Regions from separate parts of the Capra hircus genome. Here region 2 is linked to region 1. Evidence: chromatin contacts called from public Hi-C data. All regions are on one chromosome and are shown on one strand. Each heading gives the region's core, a stretch centred on a gene start, on an enhancer-like site or on the middle of the called end of the contact. The rest is flanking DNA. Distances are from core to core; before and after follow the strand shown.

The links. A called contact is a pair of places that touch in the nucleus more often than the background predicts.
Region 2: a contact with region 1 is called in a Hi-C map of blood, with 4 times the contacts expected there. The contact joins the enhancer-like site here to the promoter of FBXL13 in region 1. A contact is called at or near these places in 2 of 5 Hi-C or Micro-C datasets (both in blood).

Annotation. Positions count from the first base shown.
Region 1 is chr4:75,959,987-75,965,090 of ARS1.2, reverse strand. FBXL13 (F-box/LRR-repeat protein 13) reads right to left here and starts at 2,200. Exons shown (of 19, transcript XM_013963219.2): 1 at 2,114-2,200. The coding sequence starts at 2,200.
Region 2 is chr4:76,404,593-76,410,060 of ARS1.2, reverse strand. It overlaps GSAP (gamma-secretase-activating protein), which reads left to right. Exons shown (of 31, transcript XM_018047267.1): 20 at 1,365-1,493; 21 at 2,618-2,676; 22 at 3,362-3,393; 23 at 5,125-5,186. Among named protein-coding and RNA genes, the nearest start is that of GSAP, 68 kb to the left of the region's middle. Within about 2 kb of position 3,565, at least 3 of the 5 cell types and tissues checked have an H3K27ac peak or open chromatin away from gene starts, as enhancers often do.

The sequences.
Region 1 (5,104 bases), core at 951-3,450:
TGCAAAGAGTCAGACACGACTTAGCAACTGAACAACACAGATTTACAGTTTGCAAAGTTATACCTAGTTTCTATTTTTTCTGACTTATGAAGTGGGCATTCTTTCTATGCCTTGGTGAATTTTCATATCCCATTCTAAATCTGGATCTGTGCCAATATTTTGTACTTTTAATGTCATGAAATATCTCTGAGAATTTCTTTTCAAGTGAAACTTAAGATTTGAAGTAGCTACAGTATCTCTTAGAATTCTGTGCAAACTTTTAAAGATTCTCTTTAGGCTTCTAGCTAGACATTGGACACAATCTGATTGTGTTTTATGAGGTCAGTTTCAAAATATTGACAATGTTTACCCTTCTAGATCAGTGGTTTGTAATAATTTTAGTATCTTAGAGCAGTGGTTTTTCAAGCTTTTTTCATGTGACGTTATTCTCAATGCAGGACTGTTCTAGAGGATAAGGGCTGAGGAGGAGAGGACCAAGAATGTCATCCCCTGGATCTTCCCTCTCCAGCTCCTGAGGTTGCCCCAAAACACCTCCAAGAACACACTTTGCAGATGTCTGTGCTCTGTAGTGGATCAAAATTCTGTGCTTGATAAAGTCATTGAGACTCACATATCATGATGCAGATCATCTATGATCAAACAAGTGGTTCTTCCCAGTGTACTGGTGCCTCAGAATCATCCCAGGCTTGACAGAAATATCCCATCCCTCTATTTCTATCTCTCTGTTGCAGACACTGGTTAAGATCCAATGTTACTCTTCTTCTTCTTTTTTAAAAAACAGGTTTTTAAATTTATTTGTTTGCACTGGTGGCTCAGTGGTAAAGAATACACCTGCAGTGTAGGAGATGCAAGAGACACGGGTTCGATCCCTGGGTGGGGAAGATCCTCTAGAGAAGGGAATGGCAACCCACTCCAGTATTCTTGCCTGGAGAATTCCATGGACAGAGGAGCTTCGCAGGCTACAGTCCATGATGCAAAGAGTCGGACACGACTGAGCAACTAACACTTTATTTCTGGCTGTGCTGGGTCTTTGTTGTGGTCGGGCTTTCCTCTAGTTGCAGCGAGCAGGGGCTACTCTGCATTGCACAGGCTTCTTACTGCAGTGGTTTCTTTTGTTGCGGGGCACAGGCTCGAGGGCACTGAGCTTCAACAGTTGCAGCCTGTGGGCTCAATAGTTGTGGTTCCCCAGCTCTAGAGCACAGGCTCAGTAGTTGTGGCCAGTGGGCTGAGTCACTGTGAGGCATGTGGGATCTTCCTGGATCAGGGATCAAACTTGAGTCTCTTGTGTTGGTGGGTGGATTCTCTACCACTGAGCCAACAGGGAGGCCCCTCCACCCATCCTTCTAAATGACTCTTCAGTTCTTTCCCGGCTCTCAGCACTCACTGTGACCATGACTTTGATTCCGCTTTTCAATGCCTGGCTTCACCAGCAGCTAGCCCTGTCTACCCTCACCGAGACACTGGTGAGGGATCTAGAGATATCACACACCTAGTTCGTGTTGCTGTTTCTCTCTCTACATGCCTTTTGTCATTTTAGCTTCTCTCAGTTACACAATCTTTGTTCTAAAAGTCTCCATATCCTGCAGTACTTCCTTGCCCTCTTTACAGGATCAAAACCAACTGTTGGAGCTGGTTGTTCCTCTCATTAAGTTGGTCTGGCTTTTAAGTTAGGTTCTTATTAATGTTTCAGCCATATCTTTGGAGCATAATTCCTGGACAGACAGCAAAGAAAATGGAGGAGAATGGAATACAGAGGAAGTAGATTAGAATGGAAAGAAACTATCCTCCTTTAAAGCTTTCTATAACGCTATTCTTTTAAAAACCATTGTAAAGATGCAAGAGACGGGCAGAAGGAAAAAGGGGGAAATTTAATGGGAAGATTTTATCAGAAAGATGAATAATAACTGCCTATCCAAATGCTTCTTGGAAGTCTGGGGAGGTTACTATGAGTGTTGCTTTGTATATATGTATGAAATGTTCCTTCACTTTCCTGAGTGTCCTCAGTTTCAAAAACAATTTGACCTCATGCCTCTCATGAAATCTAAAATCTATTTGAGGGTTTCCATCCAAACTTAAGACTTATAGCGTAGAATGTTTGGTTAATAATACTTACCAGCTGATCATCCAGTCCAAAAAGTTGTTCCAGGTAAGTTTCAGACAGTCTCCGAATTTTTGGTTTCATTAATGGATCAATGCACATATCCCTTGGAAAAAATCAAAAGATGTAGTAAAAAAATCATTTCATTTCATAGTTGTTAGTTCCATAATTAAATCTGTGATTTTAAATGGTGGAGGGGAAGGGAAGGAAAAACACTTCCCCTTGGGCTTAACATGTCAGAATCTCCTGGAAAACTTTTTCAAATTACTCCCCCTCACAATTCTGCTGAGCTCCCCAAGAAGGCATGCCTCTGTCCTCATCCTCAAGTTGAAATAAACTGCACATGTTCTTGATAACAGTGAAGTATGTTTCTGAGTTAGGAACCAGTGGAGAAATTGTTACTATTGAAGTTTAGGGGATTTAAAATCCCCTGCAAAGATTCTTTAATAATCTTAAGATTGGAAACATTCATTAGTAAGACCTTTTTGGATACTATACAATGAGTGTTTTATCTTCAAATTAAAATATCTCCCTACCATTAATCAAAATACTACTCACCAGAGTAGAGTTTCAAGACCATTTTCCATTATTCCAATGATCATTTCCTCTAAATACCTCAGAGGATCCTCAGGACATGTAACCAGTAGACCACATAACAGAGCCTGGGGAAATAAAGTAGAATCAGTGTGTCCGGATCTGCAAGTTCTTCCTAAGCAACAGATAGACTTTCTGTTCAGTCAATTACAAAGTCAAATAACGTGACAGTTTTTTCAGTAAATGTGCCTTACAGATATGCCCTCTATATTTATTCAGTGCTACCAAGTGACCAGAACAAAATGCAGTTTACCTTTACTCTTTAAAAAAATCCATTGTAAACGGCAACAGAGTCATTGCACAGAATTTTCCAGTACTTGAGAAGTGCTTTACTGTCCAATTGAAGACATAGTTGTGATTACCATAGATCAATGGTTTCTACCAATTTTAAATATGAGGAACCCTTTTTTATTGATGTATAGTTGATTTACAATGTTATATTAGTTTATGGTGTACAGCAAAATGCTATATATATATATATTTATACACACACACATACATATGCTGTGCTGTGCTTAGTTGCTCAGTCGTGTCGGACTCTTTGCGACCTCATGGACTGTAGCCCACCAGGCTTCTCTGTCCATGGGGATTCTCCGGGCAAGAATACTGGAGTGGGTTGCCATGCCCTCCTCCAAGGGATCTTCCCAACCCAGAGACTGAACCCAGGTCTCCCATGTTGCAGGCAGACACACACACACACACATATGGGCTTCCCAGTGGCTCAGTGGTAAAGAAACCACCTGCAATGCAGCAGATGCAGGAGACATCATGAGCTCAGTTCCTGGGTGGGGAAGGTCTACTGGCGGAGGGCATGGAAACCCACTCCAGTATTTTCATCTGGAGAATCCCATGGACAGAAGAGCCTGACAGTCTACAGTCTATAGAGTCGCACAGAGTTAGACATGACTGAAGTGACTTAGCAATCACACATGCATATGTCCATATATATGTATAATTTTTCATTACGGTTTATTATAGGATATTGAATATAATCCCATGTGCTATACATTAGGACCTTGTTCTTTATCTATATTATATATAGTAGTTTGTATCTGATATTCCCAAACTCCTAATTTGTCTCTCTCCTCTTCATGAAAGTGAAAGAGGAGAGTGAGAAAGTTGGCTTAAAGCTCAACATTCAGAAAACGAAGATCATGGCATCCAGTCCCATCACTTCATGGGAAATAGATGGGGAAACAGTAGAAACAGTGTCAGACTTTATTTTTGGGGGGCTCCAAAATCACTGCAGATGGTGACTGCAGCCATGAAATTGTAAGATGCTTACTCCTTGGAAGAAAAGTTATAACCAACCTAGATAGTATATTCAAAAGCAGAGACATTACTTTGCCGACTAAGGTCTGTCTAGTCAAGGCTATGGTTTTTCCAGTGGTCATGTATGGATGTGAGAGTTGGACTGTGAAGAAGGCTGAGCACAGAAGAATTGATGCGTTTGAACTGTGGTGTTGGAGAAGACTCTTGAGAGTCCCTTGGACTGCAAGGAGATCCAACCAGTCCATTCTGAAGGAGATCAACCCTGGGATTTCTTTGGAAGGAATGATGTTAAAGCTGAAACTCTAAGACTTTGGCCACTTCATGCGAAGAGTTGACTCATTGGAAAAGACTCTGATGCTGGGAGGGATTGGGGGCAGGAGGAGAAGGGGACGACAGAGGATGAGATAGCTGGATGGCATCACGGACTTGATGGACGTGAGTCTGAGTGAGCTCCGGGAGATGGTGATGAACAGGGAGGCCTGGCATGCTGCAGTTCATGGGGTCGCAAAGAGTCGGACACGACTGAGTGACTGAACTGAACTGAACTGAACTTTTCCTTTTTCCTCTGGTAACTGTTTTCTATGACTGTGAGTCTGTTTCTATTTTGTAAATAAGTTCATTTGTATCATATTTTAGATTTCATATAAGTGATATCATTTGGCATTTGTATTTCTCTTTCTGGTTTACTTCACTTAGTATGATAATATCCAGATCCATCCATGTTGCTGCAAATGGCATTATTTCATTCTTTTTTATGACCAAGTAACTTTCCACTTGGGCTTTCCTGGTAGCTCAGACAGTAAAGCGTCTGCCTACAATGTGGGAGACCCAGGTTCAATCCCTGGGTCAGAAAGATCCCCTGGAAAAGGAAATGGGCAACCCACTCCAGTATTCTTGCCTGGAAAATCCCATGCCGAGGAGCCTGGTAGTCTAGAGTCCATGGGGTCGCAAAGAGTCAGACACGACTGAGCAACTTCACTTCATTCGGAGAAGGCAATGGCAACCCACCCCAGTGTTCTTGCCTGGAGAATCCCAGGGATGGGGGAGCCTGGTGGGCTGTTGTCTGTGGGGTCACACAGAGTTGGACACGACTGAAGCGACTTAGCAGCAGCAGCAGCTTTCCATTGGTTGTATATACTG
Region 2 (5,468 bases), core at 2,316-4,815, 440 kb before region 1:
CCTGCTGGGCTGCCGTCTGTGGGGTCACACAGAGTCGGACACGACTGAAGTGACTTAGCAGCCGTAGCAGCAGCAGCAGCCTAAACTCAGATGTAGAATAGCTGCAGCAAGAAAAGCTGTAGCGACTTCCTGTCAGGGTCCTCATTCTGTCAGTTGTCTCCAGGGTTTGCTTGCAATATAAGGGAGACAAAACGGTGGGCAAAGATGTATCCACTATCAACGTATGGACAGGGAAAGAAAAGATAAGAGAGGTAGGTCAGGTGTAGAGTGGGACCTGACTCCTGGTTTCTGATTTCCTCTGGAAATAACAATTTCTTGGACATAGCTCTTCCTGTCTCTGTGAAAATGGGTGTTGGCTGGACAGGCCTTTCAAGCTTCTAAAATAGCAAGTTCGTTTTGTTATGTAACGCACTTTCCTGATACCGGTATCCATTTTAAGCCACTTGTGACTGTGCTTTCAATAAGAATTTGGGTGATGTGCTATTACTTAACAAAGGGCATTTTTCTTGATGGGGCATTTTTTTAAAGTTCTCTTTTTTTTTCCCTTGTAATACAGCCAAGTCTGTTCCCGCTGTAGGCATTAAGGTCACTTTGTTTCCTGGCCACGCATGGCACCCTTGATCCCAGTCAAATCTTTTATAAATGCGTATATTTTGGCAAGATAATAGGTATCATGAATCTGTCTTCATTAATTTGCAAAAACAATTTTTTGTCAGGATATCCTTTAACATTAAAAATATATTACTATAGCATTTTATTTTAAAATGAACATAATGAATATTTTTTGCTTCGGGCTAGTACAGTGATATCAATATGTCAAAAACCTAGAGGGAGATGGTTGCCAGCTAATTCCATTTTGAAGTAATTGACAGCTGAGTGTGAAAGGAGTTCACTTCACCATTCTGATTCTTGAGTTTTGAAAAAGACCCTTTGGAAGTAAATAAACTTAACTGGAAAGTAAACCTATACTTCCATGTGATCCAAATCTTGTGATCATTCTGTCACTGAACAGGGCATTGTTGATATAACCTGAGTCAGAATGGGTCTCTGGGGAGGAAATGACTTGATGTGTTCAAAGCAGGCTTCCCTGCTTAGCCTTCACCCAGGGGGAGTCACACTGGCTTAGGGAAGTGAGCAGCTCTCTCTGTGTGTAAAAGGGGCTTGAAAAGAAAGGGAGGGAGGCAAGCCTCTTTGAGTCTGTTTTAGAATTCCTGTCGGGACAAGACTGCCATCCCTTGTGGGAAGTATATGGTCAGAAATGCTGCCTCGTGAGAGCTTTGTAGGAAGGCCTGCATGGGCCGTGCTATGTAGTTCAGGCCACAGGACCTGCTTCTCGAGCCCACTGATGTTTTTGTCTCTTACAGGTGCATAGCTTTAAGGGCTACTGGGAAAAACTGAACTCCAACCTGGAATATGTGAAGTACTCCAAGCCACACTTACACTATAACAACAGCGTGGTCAGGAGAGAGTGGCACAGCCTGATCTCAGAAGAGGTATGTGTGGGTTCCTGAAAGGAGAGCAAGAAGCCCAGCAGAGTAGGTTAGGTGAGGCCCTTATGTCATAAAGCTGGCTTCGGTCCAGCACTCACCACTGTTACCAGGCACTGTTCCTTAGTGCTGCTGATCCCCAGTAGGCAGACCAAGGTTTTCAGTGATCTCTTTCTCTTCAAGAGGAAATTAAAGTGCAAAGAGGTTAGGGACACACACAACACATTCATAGTAGAAGCGGGATTCACATTCGAGTCTCAGATGTGTTCTTGCATTACTTACATAGTTAAAAAGTAATTTTAAAAAATCTATAGGTTCCCAAATTTGCGGTTGCTAGGAGTTAGGGGTCGCACAGAGTCGGACACGACTGAAGCGCCTTAGCAGCAGCAGAAGCAGCAGGAGTTAGGGAGGGCTTCCCTGATGGTTTAGTGGTAAAGAATCCACTTGCCAGTGCAGGAGACGTGGGTTTGATCCCTTGATGGGAAAGATCCCCTGGAGGAGGAAATGGCAACCCATTCCAGTATTCTTGCCTGGGAAATCTCATAGACAGAGGAGCTTGGCTGGCTACAATCCATAGAGTGACAAAGAGTCGGACACACGTGATCAACTGAGCACAGACAGACGGGTTAGGAATGGTTGAAAGCAAAAGAGTGAATATGACTCCTATAAACGGGTAGCACAAGGGAGATCTTGGGGGTGATGGAGCAGTTCTGTATCTGGATTATGGCTGTACATTGTCGTATGTGAATCTATCCATGTGATGAGATGGCAGAACTGTATGCTCACTGGTTTGGGTATTGCACTGCTGTTGTTTATGTAAGAGATGAACACTGGGAGAGGCTGGGTGAAGAGTGTGTGAGCTCTTCTCTGCAGCATTGTTGGCTAGAGTCGTAGTGTTATTGTATTGATATATAAAATATAGTTGGACTTGCAGGTCCCCGAAAACTTGTAATAGGTTCAGAATAAAAGTTTTTTAAGCCAATTTTTTAAGAATCTAGGTGTTGTGATTACCTTGAAAGAAAGTCTCCTTTTTTCTGAACTCTTAACTATATTGTATTATGACCTTAGTGTGAAAAATGTCACCCACAAAACCTTCACCTTCCATACCTCTGATGTATTTTCACTCCTAGAAAACAGGAAAAAGAAGGTCTACGGTGTATGTGAGAAATATTCTTGATAATGCAATAAAGTAAGTAAAATGAAGGACTATTATAGCTATAAGATGGCTATCTTTTGTAATTACTTTGCTGGCTGCCTTTCAGGGAAGTAGCTTATTACTTTTGTTGTATTCTCAATGAGATGATGCTGTCAGCAGCCACCGAGCCCTGCTTTGCAGATTGGAGCTAGAGTTTCTTGTGGGAATAGTTTGTATGTTAAACCTTTTAGATTTGCATCCTGGGGATGGATGACTCAAGGAATAAGTAGTAATGAAAGCGCTTATTAATAGAGCGCTTTAGAGGGCTACAAGCAGTGGGTTGATTTTAAATAAGAGTTAGTCGGCTGGTGAACCTGCTCTTATTTTGAAAGCGTGTTTTCTGAGCAGATGAGTCATCTCAGAGTGCTACAAGCCGAGGCCCCATTCCAACCCCTGTTCTATTTTCTGTTCCCATTATTTCCAATAACTGAGAGCTGCAATTGTTCTAAATTACCGTCATTGTTTGCACTAAAGAGTTTTGAGATTTTATAATTGCTTAATGTGGCTTTTGCCAAGTTGATTAAAGTTTTTGAGGTTTTCAGCAGCCTGAGAACAGTTTCTGCAGTGGTTTTATGGGTTTTTAAACGATAATATCTTTGTATGGTATTGTGGGTTTTTATTTTTTATTTTTTTTATTAATGTTTCCTGTGTGAATAACATTGGCTAATTTTTCTTGTAGGGTGATTTCTAACCTAGAAGCAAAGAATTTGGGTAAGAAAAGACCTGTAATAAAGCCTTCTGGATTTCAGTCAGTTGTTTGTTTGTAACACCATTCCTCCTCCCACTGTGGGTTGGCCGGGAAATCACTTCCACTAGCTCAGTGAAGGCAATACCCTTTACTATCTTCCTGTCAGAGCGACTCCCAGTTCCTTCCATGTCTCTCTTGGCACCAGGTCCTTTGGGAACAGCTGCTGAATGTGCTTTTGCTGTAGGACTCCCTGACTGTAGGTTTTCCTCCTGTTTCCCTGTAGAACTGATCTAATTAACATGCTCGCTGGCTGTACTTGCAGGGTGTACTTCCCTTGGCCTAGAGCTATTCTCTCTCCAGCTATCTATCTGTAGGACTCTTTCACACCTCTTAAAGGTCAGCCTTGCCCTTTTTTTTTCCCTAAGCTGTAATTTTTATGTTGTTTTATGGGCTTGGATGTTTTAGTTATATGCTGGGTGACCCTAATGGAAATTATTTTATACAGTGCTTTGCTGCACATCCTGCAGCTGTGTACACAGCCCATGTGAGCAGTGAAGTCACTGAGCAGCCCTGGGTCGTCCCGGCCTGAAGCCAGGGCTCTGCCACCAGCCCCGGGCAGGAGCAGTCAGCCAGGGGTGTGCACATGCTTGCAGGCTCCCCTTCTTGCATCACTCGGGGATTTGTAGTATGGGACGTGTGACTGGTCTGGCTGAGGTTTCTGTATCTTCTGCTCCCAAGTCTGGTTAGAGCTCCTTCTGCTCCTGTACTTCAGGGCCGTTTGCAGTTATTACTAGTCATTCTGTCTTGATGCACTTTAGGGAACTTCCTCTCATATTTTTTGTTTGTGCTAGTTTCCTAGGAAGAAAGTCACTGTCAGAAGAGAACATTCTTTATGAAATGCGGAATAACCATGAAAACTGCTGGGCTCTAGTTTTGAATTTTTCATCATGAAGGTTGTGTAGGATCCAGTTAGGATTTATCCCAAGGAGTCAAGAAGCATCTGTGCCCTCCTGAAAGGAGTCCTCAGCTCCCTAACCAGGGCAGTTCTACCTCTTGACCAGCACTGTGACTCAGGTTTTGGCAGAGGAAGATGGGGCATGAAGGTGCTCTAGGAGGTCTTCCTAGAGACAGCGTTTGCCTGCCCCTTCAGTCTTGCTGGTACAGTGCAAATCATGGTGGAGAAAGTGCCATTTGGTTTATCTTTACATGCCACTTTTCCATCTCAGTCTAACTACATTTTCAGTCCAATAACTTGTGCCAGTTACTATTTGCCACAGTAATTGACTGCGGTGACTGGTCCCCTCACCTCAGTAATTCTATAAACTACAAGTTGGAGTCAGAAAGAAGGGAGGCACGTGATCCTTCCACTCAGTCCCTGTTCCTGGGTTTGCCACTCCTTAGGTTTAAGAGAGGACCTGAGTTGTTTAGTCTCCTGTGAAGCAGAGGATCTCAGTGACATGTCTCCACATTGAAGAGAAATTTAAGCCAGAGGGCATTGGTGTTGGGAATGTGTTCCTTGTGTTCTCTCTCTCTTTCAGTCTGTGCCTCTCTCTGGTTCACAGTGCTCCCTGCATACCTGAGTGATAAGTTGCAGCGTGTAGGACAGGGTCACACTGAAAGAAAAGTTTTCATCCTGTCAGGAAAGTGTTATATTTTCCCAATGACTCAGAGAAGGGAAGCCCAGACTGAGGCCTCTTCCTTCTGGTCATTTCCTAAAAACCACCCTGCTTGACTATCACTCTGTTTAATTTCAGAGCCAAGATTAACACCCCTCTTCCAGGAGGAAGACAACCACCAGCAGCTGCTTATCGGGCTGGTAAGTGGGACGTTTGGTGCTGGCAAACAGTGAGCTCCAAGGAAGGGGGAGAGGGCTAGATTGTATTTCTCATTCTGATCTTATTTTTCATCCATTCTGTCAACACATGGTTGTTGCCATCCACCCACTGTAGGCCCTGTGTGTTCACTAGTAAGGAACACATATATAATTTCTGCCCTCTTGGTATTTGTAGTCTTGTGAGAGAAACACAGATTAATCAGTCACCCCAATAAATGTATAATTATAAAGCATCATAAAGAAATGTATAACACTGAGAGTATT